Linked DNA regions of Podarcis muralis: region 1 is linked to region 2. A link is a contact called in public Hi-C data. All regions are on one chromosome and are shown on one strand. Each heading gives the region's core, a stretch centred on a gene start, on an enhancer-like site or on the middle of the called end of the contact. The rest is flanking DNA. Distances are from core to core; before and after follow the strand shown. Region 1 holds the start of PGAP2 (post-GPI attachment to proteins 2). Region 2 holds the start of RRM1 (ribonucleotide reductase catalytic subunit M1).

Region 1 (2,700 bases), core at 158-2,657, 210 kb before region 2:
CTGATGTTGAATCCTTTTTCAATTATTGGGTGGTTTTTTTCTCCCCTCGGTTTTTAACTGTTTCTGTTCTAGCAGTAAGCCACTCCTTGAGCCCCCGACAGGGAAAAAGGCGGGATATCAATACAATGCTAACAACACACTAGCGGATCCCTGCAAGCGACCCACAAGCCCCGCAACCACAGAAGGGGCTTCTTCTACGTCACTCTCGTGCGCTCGGCGCTGCACAAAGACCCCGCTCGCCCCCCAGCCCCTCCCACCTCCCGGGCGCCACTCACCCTTTCCCAGAATCCTCCGGGGCCCCGGCGGGGCTTCACCCGAGCCTGGCCTGGGCCTGGAGACGAGGGCGGGCCGCGCGCTCCTCCGCCCCGGAGCCTCAGCGCGGGAAGGCGGCTCGGGCCTCGCCGCTCGCTCGCTCGGGTGGGCGCCTCGGCCGTACACGCCACGAACGGAGGAGGCCGCGGCGGCAGCTCCACAGACACCCGCCTTGGCTGCTGTCGCCTCACGCGAGAGGTCGAGAAGCGCCGAGGGAAGTTGAGGGGGGGAAATAAGTGCGTCACACACGCACGTCCGTCGCACGCACGCACGCTGACGCCTGGCGCGATCGGCCCCTCTTATTGGCTGGCTGATCCTTCCTCGGAAGGCGTCGTTGCGTCGCACGGCCGTGCGCCGAGGCCGTCAACTCCGCGCTGGGCTCCTATTGGTCGAACGGTGGCTCCGAAAGCGTAGCTGCGCCACGAGCCGGCGCAGTCCGGTCCTGACCGCCTGTATCTCTCTCCCCCCCCCTCACCCTTCGCGCCGCTCGCATTCTCTGACGTCAGCCGCAAGAGGCAGAAAAGCAGCCGATTGGCTGAGAGGCCGGCTGGGGCTTGTTGCTGGGTGGCGGCAACGAACATCCGGGCCACGAGGAAGTGCGGTGGCGGTTTTGAAACGGGGAGGAGCCAATCAGGATCGCCCTCGGGTTTCCATAGCAACCCCTCGAGAGGGTGGCAAACCGAAAGCGCCGGGTTAAGAAATGAATAATGGGCGGCACGATCCTTGCCCGGGAGTCGGCCCCATTGAAACCAATGGGGGCTACTGCGGAGTAAGCGAGCGCAGTGGGCTCCTGCCATTGTCCCAGAAACAAAGCCGGGCCTGAGCCGCTGAAGGGCGCCGCCAACAAAAAGCCGCGGTGAAACCGCCCCCCCCCTCAGACTACAACTCCCATCGGCCCCTGCCAGCGCGGCCCTCGCGACGGGATGACGGGAGTCGTAGTTCGCGAGGGGGGAGAGAAAAAGGGCGCTTCGCCAGGCCCGTTGGGGGGGCTACGAAAAGCCCCCACGCTGAGGAGAAAACCTGGCCCTCATAAAAGCCCAGGCTGGGGGGGGGGGGGTGCCCAGTTCGAAGGAGACACGTTAACCTCCTCAGGAGGTGGAGGCGACGCTCCCCCCTGGTCTAAGGCCCCCGAGCATGTGCAGAGTGCATCTAAAGGGGAGCCAGGCGGTCGCGGGGGAGCTGCCGCCGCCGCCCTCCGTTTGGAGGGAGAGAAGCGCCTGGAAGGCGGCCGGCGCCGGGGCGGGTCTGTCGGAGGCCGCGCGGCCTCCCACTGGGGCCTGCCTGGGCGGGCAAAGGGCGGGAGGCAGGCGGGCGCCGCGGCTTCGCCTTGGCCCTCCTCTCCTCCCTTCTCCCCTCAGAAGCGAGGAGGGAAGGTCTCCCGGTCCCTTCCGAGGCAGCCGAAGGCGCCGCTCCGGAGCGCTCCATCCCGAAGCTCCCCTCGGAGGTAACGGCGACACGGGCGGGCGGGCGAGAGGGAGATGCGGGGCAGGGTCGGAGGGGGTCCCGCCGGGGCAGCGGCCCGCTTTCTAACCCCGAAGGCCGGCTTCCCGAAAGTGTCCTCCTTCCCGCAGCGGGGGATTCAGGGCCGGCCCTCCCGCCAGCTGCCTCGGGAGGCGGCAAACCTCCACCTGGGAGCAGGCGGGCACGAGGAGAGCAGCTGCTGGATCAGGCCCAAGGGCTCCACTAGGACCCGGGCGATAGAGCCATAGGTCGCCCCAGACCAGTCCCTATCGTCATCACCATTTCATCATTTCTGACCTGGCAATATATTAGAAATCACGATGTGTGCTATGCAAAAAAAACACAGTGGGGGGGGGGGGCCCTCAGCCAGCCAATGCCTCCATTTGGCTCCATCCTTATTTCAGGCACCGTGACCTATTGCAATGTGTAAAGATAAAGGGACCCCAGACCATTAGGTCCAGTTACGGACAACTCTGGTGTTGCGGCGCTAATCTCGCTTTATTGGCCGAGGGAGCCGGCGTACAGCTTCCAGGTCATGTGGCTGGCATGACTAAGCCGCTTCTGGCGAACCAGAGCAGCGCACGGAAACACCGTTTGCCTTCCCGCCAGAGTGGTACCTATTTATCTACTTGCACTTTGACGTCCTTTTGAACTGCTAGGTGGGCAGGAGCTGGGACCGAGCAACGGGAGCTCACCCTGTTGCAGGGATTCGAACCACCGACCTTCTGATCAGCAAGTCCTAGGCTCTGTGATTTAACCCACAGCGCCACCCGCGTCCCTATTGCAATGTGTAGCTGGTGGTATATCATGATGTTGAAAACCATATACAGTGGTACCTCTGGTTGCGAACGGGATCCGTTCCAGAGCCCTGTTCGCAACATGAGCAGAACGCAATGTGCGGGTCATGATTCAACCCTTCTGCACATG
Region 2 (2,700 bases), core at 22-2,521:
TATGACAGTGCCCCCAGCTCCCAGCCCCTCAAGACGGTCCAGAAGGATGTTATGGTCTGTTATGTACTGAAGTTCTCACCCTGGGCCAGCAGGGGGATACTGTAGATAGTTCAGGTCCACAAATGCAAATAAGGGATTGAAAGTGACGTTCAGTGATTGGATAGTTACAGGAAATGGTTACTGTTGCATTCTAAAAGGTAAAGGGACCCCTGACCATTAGGTCCAGTCATGACAGACTCTGGGGTTGTGGCGCTCATCTTGCTTTATTGGCCGAGGGAGCCGGCGTACAGCTTCCGGGTCATGTGGCCAGCAGGACTAAGCCACTTCTGGCAAACCAGAGCAGCGCACGGAAACGCCGTTTGCCTTCCCGCCAGAGTGGTACCTATTTATCTACTTGCACTTTGACATGCTTTTGAACTGCTAGGTTGGCAGGAGCAGGGACCGAGCAACGGGAGCTCACTCCATAACGGGGATTCAAACCGCCAACCTTCTGATCGGCAAGGGCTGATTTGATCAGTTTATCATTTTTTAAACTGTCTTGAGAGTTGGCTTTTTAAAATTCTTTTTCCTTTTACGATATATAAATGGACGTTGTTTTATGGAAGAAGTGGGGAAAATGAGTCTTATTGAAGGCAGGGAGCGGCTTCCTAGTCCTTCCTGGAGATGCCCTTTGCCCTGGGGATTCCCACATGCCAAGCAGCCATTCTTCCCCCTGGGAGTGAATCTCAAGGTCCTAGTCCTCATGGTGGAGAGGGCTTCCTGCAGGACTGGGTGCTGCTGGAGAACTGTATTAATAATATTCCACTTTCATACTGTTCTACATTAAAAAAAGAATCACACTGCAAGATCCACAGCCCCACTTCATAGAACTTAAAAATTCGTGAAATGAAATACATTTATTAAAAAAAAAATTGGTAAACCACTTTGAGTTTTTTATATTTATGTATGTATTTACAATCCAGCTGTGTATAATAATTTCTATTGAGAAGTAAAAAATAGGGCGCTTTTCCCGTGAGGTTTCTTCGCGCTCTTGGACTCCCCTGAGAGAGAGAGAGAGGCGGGAAAAGGCCGCCGCCGCTGCCATCTTTGTCCCGGGCAAGGAGGGCTGGGCCTCCCATCGCCTCCGCTTTCCCAGGCCCAGCCGCTGCGCAGTGGGAAAACCTGTGCCAGCTTCCAAGATGGCTCCGTCGGCGTCCTGGCGTGGGCGTGGCTACGGCGGCGCGGCGGGGCCAGCGTCGCTTGGCGGGAAGGAGCCGTTTTGCCGGCGCCGCTGACGCGTCCCACCCCCCTCATCCCGCGCGCGGTTCCCCAGGACGGAAGGTCGGTCGCCTGAGGAGAAAGAAGGGAAGAAGAAGGGAGAGGAGGAGAAGGAGGCCGCCGCCATGCACGTGGTCAAGAGAGGTGAGGAGGGGAGGGGTGTGTGAGGGGAGGAAAGACTTTTTGTGCCCCCTTTACCCCCCCCAACCCCCCTTGTATGGAGAAGTGGGGGGGGGGGCGGAAGGGCCAGGAACTGTGAGCCCCGACCCAAGGCCAGTATTCCCGCCATAAAAGGAGAGAAAGAGATGGGGGGGGGGGTTTTCCATTACTCTCTCTCTCTCTCTCTGGGGTCTTTGAGTAAAGGGCATGATAAAATGACAGAACTAAGAAGAGATCACTCAGGCGACAAGGTAAAAAAACACGAATGGGATTGCTTTAAAAAAACTACCCGGCAAAATACGGTTCCAAAAACAATACTTTGGCTGTGCTTAATCACACAGGTATAATGGGGGGGGGGGGAAACCCTGATTTTAATAAATGAATACAGAACAATACTTGACTAATTCTTTTTCATTTATTATTTCCCCCCGTTTTTCTTTTTCTGTATTTTTCTTATTATTTTTTCTTATTTGGGTGTAATGTTTAGTTCATGCTTTCTCTGTAGTTTTAAAAAATGCAATAAAGCTAATAAAAAATAAGTAAAGGGTGGGGTATAAAGCCAACAGGAAAAGAAATGTTATTATTACCATTTGCCGTTTTATTGCCATTTGCCGCTGTTGCTCCTCTTTGGCCGCCTTGTGTGTAGCGTGGGAGAAGGTCAAGATTGTCAGTTTAACAACAACAAAAACAACAACTCATATTAACAGCAAGCGGGTCTGGAGGTGGCGTGGAGGCTCCCTTGCTGCATTCACTTTAACTGCCTGGGTCCCTGTCGCAGGTGTAAATGAATTGGTAGTAGTAATAATAATAAAAATAATAAAACTCCAGCTTGCCTCCCCCCCCCTCCCATGGCACTTAAGGCAGTGTGCAAGGCGGTTCTCCCGCCCACCCCTTTAATCCCCGCACCAACCCTGCAAAGTAGGCTAGGCGGAGAGGCAGTGGCTGAGGAGGGATTCGAACCCTGGTCTCTCTGCTGCACCACACCCAGAGGCATGGGTGGTGGTGGTGGGTTTGCTGATGCCAGGAGTGAGGCAGCACTTGGTTCCTGCCAGACCGCCCCCTCCCCCCACTCCTCCAGGGTCAGCCCAGGACACCCCGAGGTGCCACCTTGCAGGCTCTGGAGAGAAGCATCTCCAGAGGCACCCTGGGGTGGTGTCCTCTGGCCCAGGTTGGGTGCAGCTACATCTCCCCTTGCCACCCCTCACATTATCACCACTCCCCAAATTGCCGTTTGGGATGCAAGGGCCCTTGTGATGACAGGCTCACATTGATATCCCTTGGGTC

What was found. A called contact is a pair of places that touch in the nucleus more often than the background predicts.
Region 1: a Hi-C map of tail shows a contact between it and region 2, with 4 times the contacts expected there. The contact joins the promoter of PGAP2 here to the promoter of RRM1 in region 2. A contact is called at or near these places in 2 of 3 Hi-C or Micro-C datasets (blood and tail).

The regions. Positions count from the first base shown.
Region 1 is chr4:3,921,737-3,924,436 of rPodMur119.hap1.1, reverse strand. PGAP2 (post-GPI attachment to proteins 2) reads left to right here and starts at 1,407. Exons shown (of 6, transcript XM_028725512.2): 1 at 1,407-1,756. It overlaps NUP98 (nucleoporin 98 and 96 precursor), which reads right to left and starts at 574. Exons shown (of 34, transcript XM_077928005.1): 1 at 276-574.
Region 2 is chr4:3,715,752-3,718,451 of rPodMur119.hap1.1, reverse strand. RRM1 (ribonucleotide reductase catalytic subunit M1) reads left to right here and starts at 1,271. Exons shown (of 19, transcript XM_077926804.1): 1 at 1,271-1,401. The coding sequence starts at 1,383.